Regions from separate parts of the Bos taurus genome. Here region 2 is linked to region 1. The links are chromatin contacts, called in public Hi-C maps. All regions are on one chromosome and are shown on one strand. The core of a region is the stretch at or near the end of the contact, and the rest is flanking DNA. Distances in the headings are between cores, read along the strand shown.

Region 1 (7,920 bases), core at 1,431-3,930:
AATGTGGGAGACCTGGGTTCAAGCCCTGGGTTGGGAAGATCCCTTGGAGAAGGAAATGAGATCCATTGGAGAAAGAAATGGCAATCCACTCCAGTACTATTGCCTGGAAAATGCCATGGACAGAGGAACCTAGTAGGCTAAAGTCTATGGGGTTGCAAAGAGTCAGACATGACTGAGTGACTTCACTTTCACTTTAATAAAATTATGCTGAGAATGAAATGCTTAAAGCAAAAGGAAAATGTGCTTGCCAACAGCTCTTATAAACAGCAGTGGTTTATTTCTTGTAGCATTATTTCTGTGGTGATTGTGAGGCTGTGTCAGTAGCCTTCTTGCTTGTTTTTTAGAAGAGGGAAAGATACAATTTGGATTAGTGCTTTATCCAGTTTTGAATACAGAAGCCAAGTGGAGGCAATTGGTGGACATAATTTTCTTGTCATTCACAGGGTAGCTAAAGTGGATATTATATCATTTAGATTTAACATATTTGGTAAGCCCTTCTCTCACAAGATGTATACAAGGGCTTATGAACTGAATCCCCAGTACCATCTGATATTTGAGTATGGGCCTGACTGGAGCTAATGCTCATACTGTATACATTTTAGAGCTGATGTTTTCCAGAGACTGTTTCTACGGGATATAGGCATTTTAGGAAAGAGCCCATATGTCTGGGAAACTCTGGCTTAAATTTTCTTGTTTTGTTGTCCTATGAGTTCTGAGAAACCAAAAACATTGATCATAAACCAGCAAAGAAGGACTAATGTATGGCTTATTTCTTAAATATATTTGTATATAGAAACTTCTTTATAAAATGAGTGTTAAGGGACATACACCTTGGAAAAGGGGTTCTTTTTTGGGTGGGTGATAAGTCAGCTCTCAAGAACTAGACAGAGAGAACTATAACCCTAACCAATCCTCCAGCATCCAAAATTCCTTTCAATTACTTTAATATGTGCACTTCCTGCCAGGAGTGAGCACACCTCGCTTTCAGGTAAATCATCGACTTGGTATTTGGGTCATGCTCAGGTGTTATAGAACTGAGGACTGATGGCTCAGGACTACAGTCACCAAATATTGGACATTTATTAGGTAATTGTATTTTATGTCTCAGGTATCATCCTCTGAGCTATGGCACATAGTTAACCAAGTTCATTGTGAAGTTCAGTTCAAGGGAGCTGGCTTGAAGTTTTTAGCATCCGTTACATCATGGGCTGAGAGAATGCTACAGGATGTCGAAAAAGAGGTTGCTGAATACTGGTATTCTCCAAAGCACTGTAACTGAAGTTAATCCAGTGTACACTTACTGAGTCAGTAGAACAAAACGGCACATTCTGGCATTCACATGTAGTCCCAGAACTTAACCATTACTGGCCTTTCTGTGTTGTGAAGATCCAGATCTGAAACTAGTTCAGGAGGACTTTCCAGGCTCAGATCTGCCCCAGGGAAACCCTGGGAAAAGGAATAGGCTTTCAGGGTTCCTTGGGACCTGGGCTATTCAGAGGTCTTGTAACAGACATGAATAAGACAAAATTTAAAAATAATTTGAATGAGAAAAGAAGATTATTTTCTTAAAAAGTGAATGTAAAAGAATAAGAAAGGCAGGAGTAAGATTATTCTTGTCACAGTTAATAACTGATTCCTGGGGTACACATATTTTATTCCACTGGTTAAATGTTGTTCATATGAATTCTAATATATGACTTGGGTAAAGCTGTTAACTGGCAGCACTACATGAAAATTTTAACTTTTCAAAGCAGGATGAATGCAGATTCCATTTATAAGCATTAAAGAATCACCTAGAAAGTAAACTGAGACAGATTATGAATTTTGAAGCTTGGGAACTTGCCACAAAGTTGTATATTGCTCAAAGATGAAGACACTAGTTGATAAATGAACTCAATGAGAAATATAGCTCAAAGATCTTAATAGTCATATTTCATAGCTGTTAAGTTCTTTTTTTCTTTTTTTTTTTTTAAATTTAAATTTATTTATTTTAATTGGAGGCTAATTACTTTACAATATTATATTGGTTCTGCCACACATCAACACTGGGATGACCCAGAGGGATGGTATGGGGAGGGAGGTGGGAGGGGGGTTCAGGATGGGGAACACGTGTTAAGTTCTTTTATGTGAGATATTTTAGAAACTATAATGTGGTTTCAAATGTTACATATAGAGGATTCCTTGAAGAAGTTAAAAAAAAACTCACTTGACTTCATGCATCATTGATATGGTACATCATGCTCTCAATGGCAGTGAAAAACGAAGCTTAGTGATGGATCACAACCTCCCTCTGCGTTCTCTTTTAACAAATAAAAACATTCTAATTTTGAACCATTTTCTTAGATCTTGGTTATTAAGAAAGTAGGGAAAGATAAATGACAAATCATATAGCTTTTCTTTCTTTCATGAGATTCTTCTTGGCTATTCTATTAGAAAACTATGTCACATCTGAGTTTAAGGTTAACCCACTTTTATTCTTCCCTCTCTCCCTCTTTTATATGGTAATGAAATTAAACTAGTGGAAGTTCTTGCAAATGGTCACAGCACTGGAAATCTTACCTCTCTCTAGAGCATGCACAAAGGCTACAGCAAGGAGGAAAACCAGGATCCTCTTCATTTTTCTGCCACCACGTCCTGTATCACCTCCTTCTCCTGCAGGTTACCCAGTTTAAAAAAATGGCAGCCCAAAGTAACCGATTCCCTTTTACTAAAATTCCGAGCTATGCACTAATCAATTATTAATCTCTACACAGAAGCAAGGGCAGTCATCCTTGGGCCACAAGAGATAAAGTATCATCAATCAAAGCAAATAGACAAGCTGTAGAAAATGTAGTGGAAAATCTAGGAGAGGTCAATCATTAACTTTGTCAAACTGCAAAAGAATCAGGATATATATAGATACCCCCCACTCCCGCCATTGCTGCTTTTCACTGAAGCTTATCTCGTGTATTTATGGGTGCATTTTCCCTCCCTCTTTATGTGTTGTCTTTGAACATTCCCTACTCTTCTCATGTGTACAAATGGAAACTTGAGGTCTCTCTTTGTTTAAACCTACTTCAAGTAAAGAGTATCTTAAAATAGCACTGACTAGATGTTTAAGTAATAAGGGGGAAAAGTGAGAACCCAATTTATCACAATTGCTCAAATCCATAATCTTAATGCTATGAATTTTATTGAGGATGATAGGATGGTACTTTATGTGCTATATTACACATATATTTCAAAAGCACTGAGATACATATTGAAATAACCCTTGAAGTGAGGTAGATAATAACTGAGGAGGTTAAATGGTTTGCCCCAAATCACAGTGGCAAAGCTTGCGTTCCTTAGAGCTCATTTAAAGTTCTTGTTACTAATACTATACAACTGGTATATTTTAGGATAACATAACGCGAGTTCATGATTGGCCTTGTAAATGCAGAATCCACTATCTTCATTTTGCAGATAACAGAACTAAACCTCCAGCTCTGTGACTTGCCCAGAGAGGCACAGGCAGTTACTGTTCATTCCATCATTGGAATCAGGTCAACGTTTGGTTCTTGCAATAGTCCTCTTTTCAGGAAATGGGGTCAGATAAGGTTTGGGTGGACTTCCCTGGTGGCTCAGACAGTAAAAGCATCTGCCTACAATGTGGGAGATCTGGGTTCGATCCCTGGATTGGGAAGATCCCCTGGAGAAGGCAATGGCAACCCACTCCAGTACTCTTGCCTGGAAAATCCCATGGACAGAGGAGCCTGGCAGGCTGCAGTCCATGGGGTCACAAAGAGTCAGATACGACTGAGTGACTTCACTTCACTTCACTTCAAGGTTTGGGTACACCAGCTCTGGAATAAAACCCCTACTCAGCTCTCCTTTGGCTGTATAACCTTGGGAAATCATTTTGTCTAAGCCTTACCTCTCACCTATGTAAGTAGTGATAACTCTTAGCACTTTTGTTACAAGAGTGTTGTGAGTGTAATAAAATGATGTGCAGGGTTAACCATAACAATAAACACAGGGTAGCATGCATTAATACTGAAGTGAAGTCAAGGCACTCAGGCGTGTCCGACTCTCTGTGACCCCATGGACTGCAGCCTGCCAGGCTCCTCTGTCCATGGGATTTTCCAGGCAAGAGTACTGGAGTGGGGTGCCATTGCCTTCTCCAGGGGATCTTCCCAACCCAGGGATCGAACCCTGGTCTCCCTCATTGTAGGCAGATGCTTTTACTGTCTGAGCCACCAGGGAAGTCTGTTAACCACTTAGCATTAATGTTAACCACTACTGTTATTTTAGCTATTCTCTTCACTGGCTCTCTAAATTTATAATAACTAAGAAGGTTGATGAAACTAATGTGGCCTGGAACTCTGTAGAAAATCTTAAAGCCAGCCTATATCCTGGACTTAGGACCATCACAGATAAGTGGTAGAGAATTTTGATATCAACTTAGTAACTAAGGATGAACTGCATGGGTATATTTCATGAAAGTCTCAAACTGCATAACTAGTTACATTTTTAGTCAGCTTCTCCATCTATATTGAAAATTGTGGAGTGTTAAGTTCAGAAAAGGGAGTCCAGAAAGTTCAGAAAATGGAAAAGACAACTAAGCAAAATTAAAGCAGAGATATCTCAATAAAGCCAATGGAAATACATGTTCTAGAGGAGACTGAAAGATACTCATTAAATATTTCTAGAGGCCAGATGGGAAGATTGTCTTACTGGTCAATGACCAATTATATGCTTTTCAAAGATTGACTGCCTGCCTACCACAAGTCTTCTAAACTTTTCCCTTGGCTAAACTCTTCATTTCATGGCATCCAGTCCCATAACTTTATGGCAAATAGAAGGGAAAAAAGTGAAAACAGTGACAGATTTTATTTTCTTGGGCTTCAAAATCACTGCAGATGGTAATTGCAGCTGTGAAGTTAAAAGACACTTGCTCCTTGGAAGGAAAACTTACAAACGTAGACAACATATTAAAAAGCAGAGATATCCCTTTGCCAACAAAAGTCCATATGATCAAAGCTATGGTTTGACTAGTTATGTATGGATGTGACCATAGTTATGTATGGATGTGACCATAGTTATGTATGGATGTGGCAGTTGAACCATAAAAAAGTCTGGGCACTGAATAACTGATGCTTTAGAATTGTGGTGATGGAGAAAACTCTTGAGAGTTCCTTGGACTGCAAGGAGATCAAACCAGTCTATCCTAAAGGAAATCAGTCCTGAATATTCATTGGAAGGACTGATACTGAAGCTAAAGTTCCAATACTTTGACCACCTGGTGCAAAGAGCTGGCTCACTGGATAAAATCCTGATCCTGGGGAAGATTGAGGGCAGGAGGAGAAGGGGTCAACAGAGGATGAGATGGTTGGATAGCATCACTGACTCAATGGACTTAAATTTGAGCAAAATCCGGGAGACAGGGAAATCTGGCCTGTTGCGGTCTATGGGATTGCAGAGTCAGATACGACTAGTGACTAAACAACAACAAACTCTTAGTTTATTTTGCAAGTTAATTTACAAGTGTGTTTTTGTCTTACTATAGATTATTTGGAAACAGAAAATAAACAAGTACCGAAGCACTTAAAAATAATTAAGAGGGACTTCCTTTCTAGTCCAGTGGCTGGGACTTTGTGCTCCCTATGCAGGAAGTCTGGGTTCAATCCCTGGTCAAGGAACTATGTCCCACATGCAAAGAACTGGTGCAGCCAAAGTAAATAAATATTTTTTTTTTAATTACTAAGAATCCTAGAACTCAGAATGACTATTAACATAGTTTCCATTTTTAGGATAATATCCATGTCAAACATGACTGCCTCAGTGGTAAAGAATCTGCCTGTCCATGGAGGAGACATGGATTTGATCCCTGGATTAGGGAGATCCCACGTGGAGCAAAGCAATTAAGCCCATGCACCACATTTATTGAACCAGTACTCTGCAACAAGAGAAGCCACTGCAATGAGAAACCCATGTACCACTAGAGAGTACCCCGTGCTCTCTGCAACTAGAGAAAAGACTGATCAGCAATGAAGATCCAGCAGAGCCAGTAAATAAATAATTTTTAAAAAGATAATACACATATCTACTTTTATAGAGTTTTTTATTTAACAGTATTTTATCTTCTGATGAGTTTACTCAAAGGTACATTAGGTTGTTTCCCATTTATGTTGTTACAATATAAGACCAGCCTGTTCTTCCATTTAAAAAAATTTATAACTTTATCTCTGCTTTTGCAATAACAACTACCACTTTTGTCTAATGATAAACTACATGGAGCAAGAGTTGCAAAACCTCATTTAGGTGTCCTCTTGAGAAATCTCTACACAAGCTGCCAAATGCATTCTCTTGTCTAAGTTTATTTTTCCAACTGACAATTGGCACTCATGTGCTAATAGAAAAACACATGAAACTTTTCTCAGTCTTATTTATATAACTCTCCTTAATTCTTTTAAATGGTGATGGCTTACAGTGATTCTACTGGGAAGAAATAATGGGCTTCAATGAGATATTTCAAGTTGCCATGACTACTCTATTCATTGAGGGCTGGGGGAAGATAAAAAAGACCAAGTGAAATCTTCTGCCACTGTTGCAGCAACTCAAAATCATAATAAAAAGTTATTATTAAAGAATTATTTATTAAATATTTAAGCAGTAGAATTTCAGAGGAATTTTTTGCCCATAAAGAATAGAATATACAAGAGTTGAAATAAATTGTTGTATGCATGACATTGATGTAATATTTTAACCAGTTAAAAAGCCTATTTGAAGAAATCTCCTGCCTCTTTATCTTAACACTGGCTTAAGAAGAAATGTAAGTTTTTCCCTAAACAGAGCTAGTTCTAGGCAAAATTGTGAGTTAAAGCCCATCTTTAGTTCTTTCGCTATCGTATTTTCTTTTTTTAGTGAATTCTTAGATCTTATGCACTTAACTAAAGAGAATTTTTAACATTTTATGCTGTGATAGTCTGCTTAAAACTCTCACATTATAGTATTCCAGTAGAAATGAACTTCTTCAAATTTATTTCATTTGCAAGGAAGTTTTCATGTGGATTCTCTTAATACTGTTAAAGTGCATTGTCACTATTTTTCCCTGATAAATGACCTGATGAAATGGATATTGGTCAAGTGACGTCCTTAAAGCTAATGTGCAGAGTTGGCACAGAGCACAGTCTTGATTGCAGGGTACTCTTAAAACCCAACCATCTTGCTTTTCTCAACTCCCATGAGAAATTCCAATACCCTGATAAGTCCCTTCTTTAAGCTTATTCAAGCAATATTTATTTGCAATTAAAAGCATCTTAACTAACATACTTTTAGACCAATCTTTCCTCTGTTGCTGTCATTATTTATCTGAAATGCAAAGTGATCCATACTATTGCTTTCCCTACTTAAAACTTTAGCTTCAGCTAAATGCCCGTGTTTAAAGTTGGTGACTTCATCCTAATTACCTCTGTAGGATACTTTTCACATATTAAAATTTAATACAGCTGACCTGCTTGTGGTTCATGGAACACATTGTGCTGCTGGGCTCCCAAAGGTCTTGTTCACAGCCTTTTCCTTGGACGACTCCCCTATGGCATTTTGTGTGTTTGCTTTTAATAGAAGAAGGTTTTCACTTATTTATTTAACATATGTTTAATTGACACCACTCTGCACCGGCTGTTATGCAAATAGTTGGTGTTACAGTGGCATACATACCTGCCTGGTCCTCATGAACCTTCTAACCCAGCTAGGAAGGCAGATGATAAAATAACAAATGGAGAGTGTGTGAAGGATGGAAGGGGGCTGCAGAGAGACCAGTCTGAAGGCTGCTTTGAAGTTCAGTTGAGGAATGACAGTGGCTCAGCCTATGGTACTGGCAATGGACGAAGAGACTCTACTTAGAAGACAGAATTAGGGGGTGATAGCTAGAAGTTGTGGAGAAGGAAATGGCAACCC
Region 2 (7,920 bases), core at 2,550-5,049, 160 kb after region 1:
CATCAACTATGGTGTGTATTTCATGTTTCGTCACATCAGGAAGTACATAAAGCGTGATTATCTCTTGAAAACATTAAAATGATCAAAGAATTCAGTCATTTTCATAAAGTCATCTTTATCTGATTTTTAATGGTTTTTAGCAGCCACTGACCATCATTACATAGGTCTCATATTTCACTAGATCTTACAAAATGGTAGTTTTCTAATTATAACACTTCTTTTAGCACTTTCTAGCACTCCTTCTAGCCTTCTAGCACCTTTTATATTCTAATTCTATCAATTATTTGGTGACCCTGTTACAATTTGTAAGATAGACACCATAAATGCTTAATATTTTCCTTTTATTTATCAGTTTTAGAATAATAATTTGATTCCTTATCATCCCCAAAGGTGAATGATAAACTTTAAAAATGGATCATTTTGAACTTGTGAATTTTAATATATCTGATGTGCTACAATTCACTGTAGCTATTCTTTTTCTCCCTAGCTGATCAATGGCACCCCACTCCAGTACTCTTGCCTGGAAAATCCCATGGATGGAGGAGACTGGTAGGCTGCAGTCCATGGGGTTGCGAAGAGTCGGACACGACTGAGCGACTTCACTTTCACTTTTCACTTTCCTGCATTGGAGAAGGAAATGGCAACCTACTCCAGTGTTCTTGCCTGGAGAATCCCAGGGATGGGGGAGTCTGGTGGCTGCCGTCTATGAGGTCGCACAGAGTTGGACACGACTGAAGTGACTTAGCAGCAGCAGCTGCTCTGTTGCAAGCTGCCTCATTTCACCTAGCAGTGGAAGTTCTGATTCTTTTTTAATGTAAACTCTACTTTGAAAAATAACATATGCATATAAGTCTACAAATCATAAGTATATAATTTAGTTATTTCAAGCAGAATCTCTTACATTTGGTAGTAGTATTTCCAGGGGAACTTGTCCTGCCTTCTAACACCATAGCTTACTTTTGAGAATTTCTTACATTATTATAAATGGCTGCATATAGTATGTACCCTTTGTACTTCCTTTATTCTACATTAATTTTGTGAATTTCATCTCTGTTACTTTACATAAAAAGTTTGTTCATCCTTATTTTTGTATAATATTTCTTGTATGGATTAAGCCACTTTTTATTTACCCATTCTATCTTGATGAGTTTTGGGTTATTCTCAGGTTTTGGTTATAAGAATAGTGTTTCTATGGACATTCTTGTACAAGTCTTAATGAGCATATGTACTCATTGGAGACATACCTATGAGTGGATTTTCTGATTTATAGGATATGTGTGTATATATATATGTGTGTGAATAGTATAATAGATATGTATGCATATGTACATATATTTATATATATTTTAGTCACAGTATCTATTGCAGTTTTCCAGAATAGTCATACCAGTTTTATTCTTTTTGATATTTAAATTGTCTCATCTTTGTCTAGGAGAAGCTCCTACATTGGAACACACACACACAATATTTTCAGGAAAATAGTACCAGTTTTGCTTTTAGCAATATGATTATTGAACACAACTTAAGATTTTCTTGAAGATTTCATTGTCCACAAAATATATCACAGTGGAGATACACAGTTTTAAACTAACTTGAGATATTTCTCTCTGTCGTTATGCTATCAACTAGGCACACTGATCCATTTGTTTCATCTTTTCATTTCAAATTCACTTCTTTCATTATGATTTAACTTTATTTTTAATTTTATAAGAATATTTTCAAAATTTCTGCAGCTATGGCTTTTAAAGTATTTTGTTAGGACTTCTAAAGTCAGTTGCACTTGAGCAGAAAATGAGTTGTGTGTAACATGTAAAAGTTTGTTCATTTAGAAAACATTTCTTGCATTTTAAAAAACACCGTGTATATTCTGATTCTTTGGAGTAGTATTTTACAGTTGTTCATTAGATCAAACTTACAAATAGTATTGTTCAAATTTTCTCTATCCTTTCTAAGAAGTAAGAGATTTTCCCAGACTGATTCCCTTCAGCTGACCAACTACAGAGGACTTTGTCTCTTGCAAAGCTTCTCATAAACCAAGTAAAGCCAACTGCTTAAGGCAACAGATTCCAGCTAACCACAAAACATGGAGCCCAGCTCCCTGTTAATGCCAAGACGGAGACTCGTACACGCCTAACCATGAACACTAGCGTGCTGAATCCAGCAACTTGCTTCCATTACATAGAGGTCTGTCTGCTGGTCTTGGATGCTAGCCTCTGATCATACCAAGGGTGTGCTGATTTTCCTTTCAACTGCTTATGCGGGATGTCAGGAGGAACAGCCAGATCCACATCTTCTCCCACTGTATCGCTGTTATATCCACCCCACATTTATATCAAAGGAATAATTAAGGCTTCTTTAAGGAGCTAGCTTGAAGCCCCAAGGCCAAATCATCAGGATCCCTCTGCTGGAGTCTAATATCTGTCAGGTTGCTCTGTGCCATCATCGTGTGACAGGCAATGAGGGCCATGCAAGCCTGCTACTGATCCTGCCTTCCTGAGTTTTCTCCCAATGAATGCAATGGCAAATCTTATGTGTCTGCCATCTGGTCATTTGCCCTTGTTTGTGTGTCATTACTGATTTATTGCTACCTTATCAATCAATTAACTAAAAATGTTAAGTAAAATATCCTATTAAGACATTTATTAATAAACTCATCTTTAGGGGACATAATCAGGCCAGACCATCATGTCTTAGAGTTCTGGCTCTAAGCCTCTTACAAAGGCAGTCGTGGAGACAGCAGGGGGTTTGGCTCAGTTCCTAGAAGTGAGATTGTTTTCTGCCAGTCTAGCCCCAGAGATTTGCAGAGGTTTTTCAACTGTCTTTCACAAGTCTGGTAGCTTGATAGCTCCAGCTTCAAGTAGTGATCTTTCTCAGATCTGCCGTACCATTCTGTTCCCCTTTCCCGTCTGGGAATCAAATTCCTTACTGCCTGCTTTTGTATGAACACTCTAGGAGACATACAGACATTCTAAGAAACCCACAGATGAGCTCTTGCCAAGCAATGCTGCTATGGTTTTCTTTTTTATCTCATTTAGCCAACATTTTCATTTCTTTATAACAGGTTTTTGAAGCAAAACCCCCAAACTCCACATTGCTCTCTCTGAGGATCTTTGGAATACCTATTTTAAAGTTTTTTTTACTTTTCTATTATTTTAAATGTATTAGCTCCAGTATATTTAAAGCCTTGTCATCGGATTTCTTTATATGATTTAGAATTGTAGTTTGGTCTTGAGCGGAACCTGACTGCCAATGCAGGAGACACAAGAGATGTGGGTTCAATTCCTGGGTCTGGAAGAGTCCCCTGGAGTAGGAAGTGGTAACCCACTCCGGTATTCTTGCCTGGAAAATTCCATGGACAGAGAAGCTGGGTGGGCTATAGTCCATGGGGTCACAAAGAGTTGGACACGACTGAGCACACACACACACTTGAGTGGGAAGTTGTCTGCTTACCTATTTGACTTTATGTTCACCCTTCCTTGTCTGGCAGTTCTGTGGCTATTTTCCCCAGGCCTCTGAGGTCCTGGTCTGAAAGTAGGTCTTACAGTAGTGGCTCAGCACTTCTATCCCACAGTTATCTTCTAGATCCAGGAACTGAGTCAGTGGACTTTTACACCCAGCCCTAATTGACATTACCTTTGTTAGATGATATACAACTCAGCCTTGAGTAGGTATCAAATATTCTTCACTTATTATATGTATGAGTGGGGAAATTCTGCTACAATCCTTACACTCATGGATTGACAGCTAATTTAATTGCTGTGATAGTCTCTATTATGCTGTACAAACTCATATCTCCCTCTACTGGTTTTCTGGTTCAAGTCCATCAAGGCTTTGACATCAGCCTTAATTTATTGCTCTGTATGTCTAGTCCAAAGAGATGTTTCTCTTGATTTGAATGTAGAGATTAAAAAAAAAAATTAGGCATATCTGTCATTGTTTTGTATTTGGGGTAGTTTGTGCCACACAATAAGTGGGTGCTAAAAAATTGGAGACTTTTACATAGGACAGGGAAGACAGCTTAAAGACACTCACACTGGCCAAAGCTGGAGCAATTTTAGCTTTGAAGTAAAGATTGATAGTACTGGATTCAAATCCATTGAGTGAAATAAAAGTTGTGAAATTATTCTTCTATCAGTAAGTGAACAAATGGTAGAATATCAGCTAGTATAGTGTAAAGGGAATAATGGAATTTGAAGATTACCATATTGGAAAGAGAGAAAGAAAATAAATACAGTAAATGTTAACAAGTGTGGAATTTGGGTGATATTCTTTGTATTATTCTTGAACATTGAGTTTCTTTTAAAATGAGACTATAAAAACAGCAATATGTTGAAATTCAAAAATTGTATGACATAGGGAATGAAAACACTTTGAAATTAGGAAATGTAAGCAAATAAGTTTACATCAAAAAAATATTTAAAAGTAGAAAAATATATTTAAACGTATTGGATCCAGTTAACAATGTTAGACAATATTAAGCATCCATTTGTTAAAAAAAAATAACAGTTATCTGGAATAGAGGTCAGATACTTTATATGACAAAAGCACCATTTCAGAGTAAAATTTAGCCTTATGAATATATTAAAATAAAAAGATCTTCCCATTAAAGTTAATAAAAATATTTGAGTCTCTGCTTTTATCATAAGTTTTTATAGTTTGAAAATATTGTCTTTTCAATATTACAAGAAAAATAAGAGACTTTGAAAACTATTTTTACAGCATATGACTATTCAGGGAAGCAGATATAGGCAATTAGGTAGTCATTTGTTAAATACCAATATAAAAATCAGTCTCATTCTAAATATTCATGTAACCATTTTGAAAACACATTGAAGAATAAACCCATGGTAAAAATGGGATAAAGCCTTTAAGTTTTTAAGGAATTTTAACCAATTTTTGAAAGGTGGAAAACGTGAAAATTTATTTCACAAATTAGATAAACTGAGTTGAGGGAGCCACAGACATGAGTACATAGAGAAGTGTAATGGAATTCATCTTCAGTCTGCCTGAAAGTACAGTTGAGACTAACAGCTCAGAGAGGGTAGAAAGAGAGTGAGAAAGAGTGCTAAAACTTGCAGGAATTAGAAGATAATGTTACAGTGACCCCTCTCCTCCGAGAGAGGAGGGGTTTATTATGAATAAGGCCTGGGTATATTTAAAAATGATTACATTTCTTCTCCCCTTGCCAGACACATAAGATCAACCTGTCTGTTCACTGTGAGAAGCTGTTGGGATTTCTGAAGGTAAAAATCACCAAAAAATGTCCCTCTCCCAAGAGTATAGATTAGATGTAAGAGACGTGAGTTTGATCCCTGATCTGGAAGAACCCCTGGAGGAGGCCACAGCATCCCACTCCAGTATTCTTGCATAGAGAATCCCATGGACAGAGGAACCTGGAGGGCTACGGTCCATGGGGTCACACAGTGTTGGACATGATTGAAGCAACTTAGCACGCCTGTGTGAATATGAAGTAAAAGCTATTTCAAATGATCATATTTTAAAGCAATTTGAGTTTTCATTATTTATAACTGAATCACATTTTGGCCTTAACTAAATATCCTATTGAAATTTTATTAAACATATTTCCTCTATTTTAAAATAAGAAAAATATTAAATGCAATCACAACAAATAGTTCTCCAAACCAAAAGCTTTTGAGAAAACCTACTCCTGAATTTATCTTTATATTAAATATTACTTTCACATTTCATATATGAAATTGATGTTTGTAAAGAAATTTATTTTTCAGGTGGTTTATATTTTATTTATTTTTAATATAAATTTATGTATTTTAATTGAGGGAGAAAATTATTTTTCAAATAACAGTATAGACAAGTTGTAATAAAGGATATATCTAAATTATTTGGGAATATTAACTGAAGCATAGTTTAATTCCACTGACAGAATAGCTTTTTCTTTTTAACATGTGTTTGATACTTGTTTCTTCCAAAGAAACCATAATTTAAAAATTATGATAAAATCACATTGTTACCTGCTTGTTTTGGTCAGGTAAAGAAAAATGGAATCATAGAGGTTGATAAAAATACAGAAAATTTAATATTAAACCCAAGAAACTTGTATATAGAGTTCATAAACTTTGTTGTACAAACATATTGCATCACTAGATCATTTGATCATCTTAGGTAATTTTTAATCCAGAATGGCTCAAGAGCTGTTTCAACAGTACTATAAGGAAATAGGCTGAATAAATGAGCTCAGTGAACTGAGCTTTCTGTCTTCATCTATATCGACGGATCTAATCATGGGCAAATATAAGAATGCTTTAAATATGAAGTCAAATTCAAAATGAAATTTAGTTTAGTGTAACCTAGATAGTGGACAGGGAAGCCTGACATGTTGCAGTTCATGGGGTTGCAAAGAGTCGGACATAACTTAGTGACTGAACAACAAGAGTGTCAGAAGGTTTTAATGCCAATTTAAAAAATGCAATTATCATTATTATTTGTGTAAAAGTGCCCTTTGATTGCAAGCTTTTAATTTGGATTCCTTCTATCCATACCTTGTAATAGCAAGATTATTCTTTTGTTCTTGTTGTTGTTTAGTCACTAAGACGTGTCTGATTCTGGAATCCCATGGACTATAACTCACCATGGGTTTTTCTGTCCATGGGATTTTCCAGGCAAGAATATTGGAGTGGGTTGCCATTTCCTTCTCCAGAGGATCTTTCCGACACAGAGACTGAACCCTGGGTTGCTGGGAGCCAGCGTGAGGAACTCCACCCGTGGCAAAGTTCATGAGGAAGGAGGCTCGGCATACGCAAAGGCGGGATCGAGCCTCAGGAGTCCCCCTGGAAATTCTCGAGCATCTACCCCCAAAACCAGAGTCTGCCTACTTTACTCCTTTGTGCTCTCACCTACACCTCTGACTTTACGAGGGGCTGTCCTGGGCGTGACAAGAGTGTTTTAGTTCACAACCGTGAGAGGCATGAGATGTTCTAAACTGTCTGAATACAGATTCCTTTGAGCAGTTGAAAGATTGATTAGAAATTGTATTGGTGAAGGGTTTTTCACTTGTTGGGCCAATGTTTGCTGCTAAGTTTCCATATCCCTTACCTGCTGTGTCCCTGGCAGTGTATTGATTAATATAATTCGTGTAAGTAGTAGCTTTAATGTTTGTAACCTTGGACCCTTGAGTTACTTCTTTTTCTTGTTATAGCCCACCACACCTTTGCCCTATAGGAATGCAACTTTATCTAATGCTTTTGGAGGGTGGCACCTGACTAATCACCTTTAGAGAAAAATAAGTTTTCTGAAGAAAGGTTCTTAAAATGTTAACAGGCCTCCGGGCCAAAAGATGATGCAAATAACCTAAACTTTTGCATATGTTAAGTTTGCAGGAAGAAAGCCTGGCTTACTGCATGACTCTACCCCTTCCCCCATTATCCTCCAAGCATAACTTAAGGTATAAAAACTACTTTGGAAAATAAAGTGCGGGCCTTGTTCACTGAAGCTTGGTCTCCCCATGTCATTCTTTCTCTCACCTTCTGGCTGAATTATTCAGCCTCTTTTCTCCACTAAATTTTCTCACTGAGTTATCCCTATTCTATTACTCTTTATATCCTTAAATAACGTTTAATTAAGCAATTGTTTCCTGATCCTCGCCGACACAGTCCCCGCTTCGAATTCCCTGGATCCACCAGGGCTGGACCCTGGCACTGAGTCAATTGGTAGTAGATTCTTTACCACTGAGCCACTCAGGGAAGCAAGATTATCCCTTAGTTGGGCTTCTCTGGTAGCTCAGCTAGGACAGAATCCACCTGCAATGTGGGAGACCTGGGTTCAATCCCTGGGTTGCGAAGATTCCCTGGAGAAGGGACCAGTTACCCACTCCAGTATTCTGGACTGGAGAATTCTATGGACTGTATAGTCTATGGGGTTGCAAAGAGTCAGACACTACTGAGC

Evidence for each region. Hi-C and Micro-C count contacts between places; a contact is called where the count stands out from the background.
Region 2: a contact with region 1 is called in a Hi-C map of liver, with 1.6 times the contacts expected there. The contact joins the enhancer-like site here to the promoter of GC in region 1. A contact is called at or near these places in 2 of 11 Hi-C or Micro-C datasets (liver and skeletal muscle).

What each region holds. Positions count from the first base shown.
Region 1 is chr6:87,004,382-87,012,301 of ARS-UCD2.0, forward strand. It overlaps GC (GC vitamin D binding protein), which reads right to left and starts at 2,681. Exons shown (of 13, transcript NM_001035380.2): 1 at 2,560-2,681. The coding sequence starts at 2,617.
Region 2 is chr6:87,166,077-87,173,996 of ARS-UCD2.0, forward strand. No RefSeq gene overlaps it. Among named protein-coding and RNA genes, the nearest start is that of NPFFR2, 79 kb to the right of the region's middle. Within about 2 kb of position 3,800, at least 2 of the 102 cell types and tissues checked have an H3K27ac peak or open chromatin away from gene starts, as enhancers often do. A contact at or near this core is called in liver, where this site is marked.